2 separate regions of the Sus scrofa genome follow, and region 1 is linked to region 2. A link is a contact called in public Hi-C data. All regions are on one chromosome and are shown on one strand. Each heading gives the region's core, a stretch centred on a gene start, on an enhancer-like site or on the middle of the called end of the contact. The rest is flanking DNA. Distances are from core to core; before and after follow the strand shown.

Region 1 (4,660 bases), core at 217-2,716, 220 kb before region 2:
CTGTAACAGTGTCTTTGAGGAGCTGAAGGGCCGTCACCTGGTAGAGGCGTTGGCGTGTGAGACTGTGGGGAACTGAATGAGGATTAATGGGCGCAACCGACTGTGAGGACTTGACTTCAGCTTGAGAAAGAAGAGCACCTCCTAAGAACTTCCCATAACTAGAATGTGCTCTATTGGGTAATGAGTTTCCTTTCACTAGAGATGTTCAAATAAAGGTTGTCAGAAAACCTTTGAAGTCCCATTCCAACCTTGAAGTTCTAATGGCTCCTTTGGTTAAGGTTTTTGTCTCCAAGCTCAGATCTGACCACATTTTATTTTGTTGAAGGCCTATAGAGGCTTCTTGGATGATATTCTGAAAATGCAATCCTGGTCAAACCAAAACAGTGGAAAGGTGGAGAATCTCTTCTGAGGGGCAGAGGATGGCAGAAGGCAGGCCTACCCAAAGGCAGACTTTCCTTTGGCTGCTGCAGTAACACAGTGACAACAGGAAGGGCCCTGCTTCCCACCAGCCTTAAAGCTTCAAAGGTGAATCAGCTCTCTGCTGCTCTCCTGAGCTGCCGCTACCATCTTTGCTTTCTGCCAGACTCCTGGGAGGTGGAAGGACCTGGTTCGGGGGCATCTCACAAATGCGGATGTCAAAATAGGATGTCTGTATTGCATGTTGCCGGAGTTCATAATGGGGCCTGGCCGCAAGTAGCAATTCTGGGTGAAGCCATCCCTTCTCTGTGCAGCTCTGTTGTTACTGCACAGAAGCAGTCACAGACAATACGTAAATGCACAAGTGGCTGTGTTCCAATAAAACTTTATTTACAAAAGCAGGCAGTGGGCCAGCTTTGAGCCTGGGGCCATAGCTTACTGGGTCCTGATAAACACTGAAAGTTAAAACTGGCTGGGAAACAGCAGTGCTGATTCTCTCATGTCTTGGGGACAAGGTGAAATGTCATGTCCAGAGTCCCACCGTGGTGCAGGATTACCACCCAGAATCTGACTTGTAGTTGACTGCCCACTTTGTGATACTGTCCTGCCTCTGCTGTGTAACAGGTGATGGCATCTGGTTTTGAAAAGAGGGCTGTGTGAATGAAAGAAATAACTGCTTTAGGTGGCTCATGAAGAGCCACAGTGAGAGCTCCAGGATGGCATTTTCATGGTGGCAACCCCCTTCGCTCTGGGATTTGGCCTCCCTTTTTCTCAGATGGACCCTCTTCCCAGAAAAACCAGATATAGGTCGCATAATTTATACAGAGAAAGGGTGCCCCAGAGTTGTGAAAAAGCCACGGGCTCCCGCAGCTGCGTCACAGGATTTGATCACTTCAGCTGGGAGTGCCAGGAGATTTGAGACAGATGTTTTCAGACATGCCGCATGCCTAAAACATTTCCAGGGGTCGGGCGCAAATAGTGACTTAATAAGTGGAGGAACAGGGAAAGTATGCAAGTCGAGGACACAAGAGTTTATTCACCACTAGGTGCACGGCCAACCTCTGTGCATTACATCTGCCTGTCGGGGCTGGCTCTTTCATCTGTCGTGCCCTCCGTACTGCTCTTTGTCTGCCCGTGAATAAAGTGCAGCATTGTGGTTAGTAATCCCACTCCAGTGACTCGACTTCAAATGTGGTTTTGGAGTGCATCCCAGAGTTCTGTTTGCTAAGCTTCCTACTCCTGTTTCAGAGACACCACTGGATACAGAGCAGCAAGCACTAAAGGCTTCCCTCTTTCCTTAAACCTGTCGGGCTGTGGGCTCTCTCTTTCCCCTTCTCCCTCCTTTCCTTTCTCTTTTTCCTTTTTTTTTTTTTTTTTTTTAAACCTTCCAAGGCAAGTTCATGGATACTAAGCTGATGTGTTTGTTGTTCTTTTTCTCCCTGCCTCCGCTCCTAGTGAGTAACCACACTGGCCGCATCAAGGTGGTCTTTACTCCGAGCATCTGTAAAGTGACCTGCACCAAGGGCAGCTGTCAGAACAGCTGTGAGAAGGGGAACACCACCACTCTCATTAGTGAAAATGGTCACGCTGCCGACACCCTGACAGCCACGAACTTCCGAGTGGGTGAGTTCCTCCACGGTCCTTAACCATCCTTACTGAATAGAGTTGTATGAGATCGGAGCATTTAGACACCCCTCCACTCACATGCTCTCTGCTTGAATGACTTTCTGTCTATGAGCCCGGATATGCTGCTTTCACGAGCTCCTTGAAATTACTTTCGGAATAATTTTTAACTTGATTTTTGGTTTCCAAGAGAACTGGCAAGGAGAGTATTGCCCTTTACGGCTTATCATGCAGACAGCCTTGGTGATGGGGAAGTTTCAGGAGGACAGAAGGGAATAGGCTTTAAATTAAAACCCTCCTGTCCCACTTGCATTGATCAATTTCAAATTTTATCTGCTCAGTGATAAGTGGAATTTATGTTAGATTTGACTCAGGTTACGAAATATGGCTGGTGAGTAAATTTAACCTTTTACTTCCTAAATAGCCAGGCTCTAAAAAAATTTCTAAAAATTAGCAAAAGATCTGTATTTTAGTTGTCGAAAGGGAGGCAGCCTTGCATCTTTTGCCACGTTTGTGCTGTGTATCAAAAGACTGAATTAGAAGTTGATGCAGGACACGGATTTGGGGGAAGATAACACTAGCAGATTACTGTCAGCACTTAAAACCTTTTAATTTTTTGTAATTTAAATAGGAACTACAGTAGGTACTGCAGAAAGTCTTTTTATACTTTTAAATTCTTTATTTTGGACTTCTTTGTAAATGGAGAAAGTATTGTGGTCCACTAAATGCTGTCACACTGCCATGTTGTCATGCAATACGGTATTTTTGTCACAGAAAAATGTCTTTTATTATTTTTTTGACCAATTATGGTTTGCCATGTATACTCAAATAATCACAGACACCCACGTTACTTTATGAGTTACTCATAAGAATAACCCAAATGTCAGACAGATAATAACACTGGCTAGATCCGGTCTTTTTATGGAATATTGCTGTTTAGTCTTGGGAGTATGTGTCTAGGGGGCAGTGAGGGTGTCTGTTTCAAACTGATTTCCATCAAGACAAAATACAAGGAGACAGTTGAAAGTCCTTATTAGCGCTTTGATTATCGTATTGCTTTATCGTGATTCCTGTTGCTCTTGAGGTTGAAGCACTGTTCTTGATAGTCTGTGCTTGTAAAAAACCTGTGCCTGTAGATACTATTTAAAAGGTATTGTTAATTTTCTGGTACTTTGGGTGTATTTGTTAGAAGAATTTAGCTGTTAGGTGCCAAAAGGCACATTAGGCTTCAGCAGGGCAGAGAGCTGAGTCTAACGGGAAGTGTGTTAAACTGATGATCAGGAAACTAGATTCTGGTCCTGCCACTAAACTTGCTAATCTCTGTGGTGTGACAAGTTAGTATTTCTGGACCTTAGTTTTTCTCACCCCCAAAATAAATTGCTTATAGCCATTTATTCAATCCATCTCTAAAATCTTAGGACTTCTTCTTATCAGTTACAAGTGAAATTGGTTTTTGGCTTTTTTTGGAGGGCTATGGACAAGGAAGGGAAAAAGCAGATCCCATTGAGGTTATTAAGGGCTTAATGGCTTTTTCCCACTTTTGCTTTTCTGGATTGCCTTCCTTGCTCTCTTGTTTTTCTTCTTCCGTCATCATCATCGATAATGTCTGCTCCTTTTTCTTTTGATGTTTTTCATAAATCTTTATGGTAGGAATGACCAAGTAATTGTCTAGGTAATAATTTTTTGGCTTATGGTATATTCACTTTGAAACGAAATATTTGAAGGCTTTGAGACGGAGAGGAAGTCTACTTGTTAAAACATGCTACACACTTTCCTCTCTGGCATTTAAGCAGTTGTTTAGGAACAGGATACACATAGCCTATTCAAAATGCAAAATGGAACAAAATCGTTGACCAAAAAAACTTCAAAACCAGGACTGAACTCTTCCAAAAAGGATCGGCAAAGTGATATCATTTTAAAAAATAATAAAAGGGACAGGGCATTGTAATGAATAGTTTCATGTCAGAAATCATAGGGAATATTTCTACTTTAATTCAAATATTAGATAATTTGAGGGACAAGGTTTAAACATTTTTGAACTTGGTGATTTTGTAAAATTTAGAGATTACAATTCTCTAGAAATACAGAGGTTTTCACAAATTTGTCTTCAGGCATGTAAGATATCTTTTTGGAATTTACTGGTTTAACATAATTTTATCACTTAAGGAAGTGGTTTTCTAGTTGATTTTTCTCTCTCTGTTTATAATATGTTAAATCTTTTGATAAATAAGTTATGTTATATGGAAAAGAGTTTGAGAAAAACTGTAAATGTGTTGTAACTTGTCTGCTGCTCTTTGGCCTCTGATATTTTAGGCTACTGAAAGGTGGGGACTGGAAAACTCGAAGGGGCAGGTAGTAAATATTTAGACTTCAAAGCCTTACAGTGTATGTCACAAGTGCTCAACCCTGTGTGATGTCATGACGGCAGCCATAGGCAGTACTTACGCTGAAACTGGCAGTGGGTGATTTGACTGTTGGGCTAGAGTTTGCTGACCCCTGCCCCAAGAAGTCGCAATGATACGGGGGAAACCATATGGATTGCATAGTTTAGGCATCTTAATTAAATAACCCATGTTGATGATCAGAACAGCTAAAATATTTTTTACCATTTTCATGGTGA
Region 2 (4,998 bases), core at 138-2,637:
AGTGGTATCTCATGGTAGTTTCGATTTTCATTTCTCTAATAATCAGTGATGTTGAGCATTGTTTCAAGTGCTTGTTGGCCATCGGTATATCTTCCTTGGAGAAATGTCTATTTAGTTCTCTTGCCCATTTTTCTACTGGGTTCTTGGGCTTTTTTGCTGTTGAGTTGTTAGCTCTTTAATAAATTAGGTTTTTTAGCTTGGAAGTAACTTCAAACCAATGTAGCATAAAAAAGAAAATAATTTGAAATGACAGAAAAAGAATAGCAGAGGATGAAGAGCCAATATGTAAAGATATAGATGGTAAGAAGAAGAGTAGCCCCGAAATGGAAAGAGTGTGTGTTCTGGGGCCAAACAGTCTGATTCTGGAATTCAGATTCAGCAGGTGCTGGACCTGGGAAAAATAACCTCACCCAGTGAAGATCATTTGTAAAATGAAGGCATCTCTCTGGTTGGCTTGTTGTGCGAATGGGGAGGATGTAGGAAGAGCAGGAACACGAGGAGTGTGGCATCTCACTAGCATTGCTGCTGCCTCTGTTCCTGGAGGCAGATGCCACAGGAGAGGAAGGTGAAATCTGCAGGAAACAAATATAGTGGGGCTTAAGTTACCTTCTCATGATGCTCATACCTTACACTTTCTATTTAAGCAAATTTTTTTTGGCTGTTTAATTTTTTTTAATATATATTCCTTCTGAATAACTAATCAGACATTATGTCCCCCTCTAGCTTCCTCATCACAGCAGAACTCTGCTCCTTGAAGGTGTTCACTCTTAACAGTTTATATTTTTTAATCTTCCATGTGTTTTTTTATACACATCGATTCTTATTATTTATATTACTTATTGTTACACATTTATATTTAAGAGAATATGTAAAGCTGAAATCTGTATCATTGATTTAAGGCACACTTTGGTTTCTGTTTTATGCTTCTGCATCTCTGAAATTGGGGGTATCTTACAACTGATGGCATCTATCAATGGCCACAAGCCATTTTTTCACATTTCAATGTTATCCAGATATGCCTTACAATCTAGGCTATCTTAGAACTGAATAAAGATGGTGACTTTTAAATGGCTGCACAGCCTCTGTTTTATGGATGTACAGGCAGACCTTGGAGATATTATGGGTTTGGTTCCAGGACCCCATAATAAAGGGAATATTGCAATAAAGCAAGTTACCCAAAATTTTAGTTTCCCAGGGTATATAAAAGTTATATTTATACTGTACTGCCATCTATTAAGTGTGCAATAGCAATATGTCTATTAAAACAAGGCACGTACCTTAATGGAAAAGTACTGGATTGCTGAAAAATGCTGACTGTGATCAGAGTCTTCCATGAGTCATCCTTTTGCTAGTGGAGGCTGGATGTCGATGCCTGCTGACTAATGAGGGTGATGGTTGCTGGAGGTGGGGGTGCCTGTGGTAATTTCTTAAGACAACAGTGACGTTTGCCACCTCAGTTGATTCTTCCTTCACAGACAATTTCTCTGCAGTATGCAATACTCTTTAATAGCATGTTACCTACAGTAGAACTTCTTTCAGAATTCAAGTCAGCCCTATCAAGCCCTGCCACTGCTTTATCAACTCAGTTCATGTAATATTCTAATCCTTTGCTTCAACGATCAATTACATTTTCTGTCTCATGTGGATAGGGTTTGTGGCACCCAAAAATAATTACAACACTAACATCCAAAGATCACTGATCACCATAACAAATAAGTAATAATAATAGGAGTTCCCTTCATGGCTTAGCAGTTAATGAACCCAACTAGGATCCATGAGGATGTGGGTTCGATCCCTGGGCTCGCTCAGTGGGTTAAGGATCTGGCATTGCCGTGAGTTGTGGTGGCAGTCAAAGACACGGCTCAGATCCTGCGTTGCTGTGGCTGTGGTGTAGGCTGGCAGCTGCAGCTCTGATTCGACCCTTAGCCTAGGAACTTCCATATGCCGAGGATGTGGCCCTAAAGAGCAAAAGCCAAAAAAAAGGTAGCAATACTTGTTTGAAATATGGTGAGGACTGCCAAAATGACATACATACAAATGAGCAAATGCTGCTGGAAAAACGGTGCCAATAAACTTGCTTGATGCAGGGTCGCCACAAACCTTCAATTTGTGAAAAGTTCCGTAAACTAAGGCACAGTAATACAAAGTATGCCTGCACCATGTCTTAATCACCTCAAGCGCTGGGCATTTGGGTTCTCTGACCCCCCAGCCCCTGCCCTGTCCTAGTCCTGATTTTCCTATTATAAATATCTAATATATAACTGTAGAAGTACCTTGGGAAGAAAATTCCTACAGATGAAAACACTACGTCCAGAAGTATATGTACTTTAAAGTTGCTATATTCCTCTGCAAAACTCCTGTACAAATGTACTCTCACATTGGCAATGTTTGAAATGCCTTTTTCCTCCTACCCTCTTACCATGGGGTATGCTTCGCCTTTAAAATTGTTATCAGGTGGGACAGATGGGTATCTTACATGCATAGCCCTTATTCCGAGGGAATTTGAGCATGTTTTGTGTATAGATGATTTGTATTTCTTTGTTGGTGAGTGTCATATCCTTTGCCCATTTGGGGAGTTGGACTTGGTGTCTTTTTCTTACTGATTTGTAGGAACTTTGTGCCTGTTTTGTTCACAGACCCAACACGTGGCTTATGGTATCCCTGTTGTTATGGAAACTCTTTTAGGAAAGGTTCAGCATGTATTTTCATTTTATTTTATCCCTGTCCTGATCCTGTGACATATTAAGTAGTTACTGCATGTAAATCTGAGGAGCCAGTGCCTTGGCAAATCAAATCTAATTGACTAAGTTTTTAAAAGAACATTTCAGTATTGTGTTGTTAGAAAGGAATTTTAGAATATTGCCTTATTTTCAACTGATCTAACAAAACACGTTTTAATGTAAATTCAAACAAATCCATGGGAACCAAATATACACTGTATATATAATATTTTTAGGAAAGTATGAGATATGAAGAAATACTGGTACCACACCCAATTTTTTTTTAAAAGTTTAGCATCATTGCTGCACTCTTTCTAGTTAATATATGTGCAATACTGATGACGAATTCTCCAAAAAGAACCTCTAGTCTGTAGGCAGCCAAATCCTTCCACTCAGTGGTTTTCAGTCTTTTATTTTTAAAAAATGGTCATCTTTTGGTGACTAAATTCTTACTGTAACTTCCAGTGTATGAATTCATTAACATCAAAGATGTGGAAGCTCCAGGTAGGGAGAACAACTAGCTAGGTTCTTGAGTGATCTGTGAAGGACCCCAGGTCCTGGGGAATGCATATTGAAACCACTGGAAATAGGAAGTAGTTAGATAGCCCAGGAGGAGTGTTACTTTTAAACACCTGAAATGATGGGCCTAGAATTTAGGGATCCTCTACCCTAAATCCAAGAAGTCCACAGCAAAGTTAGCAATTTCTTCCCCAAGGCCCTGTGATTAGTGGGCATTCCCTTGATTAGTACAGGATGTTCTGGTCATACCTACAGCAAACCATCTTTCATTGAGCACATTTCTGCAGGAGCAGAGCAAGTAAATGAGCCACAGACGGCTGGGCACATGGGCTCTGAAACCAGTTTGCCTGGGTGTGCATCCTAGTGTGGCGCCTCCCTGTCTATGCAACCTTGTTCCTTTGTCTCCCTGTGCCTCAGTTTCCTCACTTGAAACAAACATCACCCGCTTCACAGGGCGGTCGTAAGAATTAAGTAAGTTAACAATGAACACTCAGCATAGTGTTTAACACATTGTACACATTCAGAAGATTTTGGCACCTAATGCTTCTAGTGCTACGTGACTTAGATTAAATGCATTTTCAAATGTAACTGAAATTCAGAGTTCTTATAAAAATTACACAATTACACAATAGCATCGGAACATAAAGCACGGAATTAAAGAGAGACAAATCCAGAAACGGTTGTCCTCATGTAAAACTTTCTCTTCTAGACAACTGCTTCATAAACATCAATGGACCCGTCGGTCATCTTATAAAAAGTACTTATCTTGTAAAAAAAGCAGATTCTAGTTTCTAGATGAAAGGGGGTGGGCAGGCTTCTTTGTGCCTAAGTCCCAGGGCAGTGGGGCTGCCACTGGTCCTCAAGCTGCATCAGCAAGGTTCTAGAGAGACCTTATAGCATTCAACCTGATTTTATTAAAACTGACTTTAAATGCCATTATTCGTTTTTCAAAGAGGAAGCAAAGAATGTGTGCCTTGTAAAACTGATTTGCTTGTAATGTCTGCCATTGAACCTTTGAAATGATGCTGTCCAGGGATATATGATCGTTGAGAAAGGACCACGCTGTCTGTTGATGAAAGCACTGGATGAATCCCAGCCTGTCAGGCACTGACCCTTCTAGTTTCCCTGGGAGTACAGCAGCACTGCTTTGGGGAACAATTAGTTACTGATGGAAACAGTGCTAGAGGAATTTGAGGAATAAATCGCAGTGCTTGTCATCAGCTTTGAGCATTAAAGCGCAGTGCAAAGTAAAGCTTTGGCTCCACCACAGGCTTTCACACTTCTGGTCCAATAGGTCATGGGCACTAATTCTTGCTAAAGCAGCAAGTGCGTCTGAGAACACTGGTAGTTGGAGGAGGGAGGAGTGGCTCCTTAAATAGTGTTCTCTGAAGTTAGATGGCAACTTGCGGATTGGTACCACATGCAGGGAGGTGAGTGGAGGGTGATGGATTATGTCAGGGCAACTGTACACGAGGAGAATGGCTTGCTTGTACGATTCGGTACGTTTCGGGGGCCACTTAGGATCCTGTTTTAATCCTCAGCTCAAGTCTTCCAGGCCAGGCACACCGGGCATTAGGAGAAGCACTCGGGTGGCTGAGGGCGGCAGGCGCTGCAGGGAGTTGTGTGCTAAGCTTCCTACTCCTCAACCTTTGGGGTTTCTCTCATTGCTGCTCCAGCCTCCTCTTCCTCTCCTTCTCCTCTCAATATCTTCTAATCCTGCCTGTCTTTAAAATGTTTTTGGAGTTCCTGCTGTGGCCCA

What was found. A called contact is a pair of places that touch in the nucleus more often than the background predicts.
Region 1: a contact with region 2 is called in a Hi-C map of embryonic fibroblasts, with 2.8 times the contacts expected there. The contact joins two enhancer-like sites. A contact is called at or near these places in 4 of 47 Hi-C or Micro-C datasets (embryonic fibroblasts, fibroblasts and subcutaneous adipose tissue).

The regions. Positions count from the first base shown.
Region 1 is chr3:106,547,162-106,551,821 of Sscrofa11.1, reverse strand. LTBP1 (latent-transforming growth factor beta-binding protein 1) reads left to right here. Exons shown (of 36, transcript XM_021087653.1): 7 at 1,873-2,040. Among named protein-coding and RNA genes, the nearest start is that of LTBP1, 180 kb to the left of the region's middle. Within about 2 kb of position 1,466, at least 33 of the 83 cell types and tissues checked have an H3K27ac peak or open chromatin away from gene starts, as enhancers often do. A contact at or near this core is called in embryonic fibroblasts, where this site is marked.
Region 2 is chr3:106,325,085-106,330,082 of Sscrofa11.1, reverse strand. The region is part of intron 33 of LTBP1 (latent-transforming growth factor beta-binding protein 1); the gene reads left to right. Among named protein-coding and RNA genes, the nearest start is that of RASGRP3, 110 kb to the right of the region's middle. Within about 2 kb of position 1,387, at least 5 of the 83 cell types and tissues checked have an H3K27ac peak or open chromatin away from gene starts, as enhancers often do. A contact at or near this core is called in embryonic fibroblasts, where this site is marked.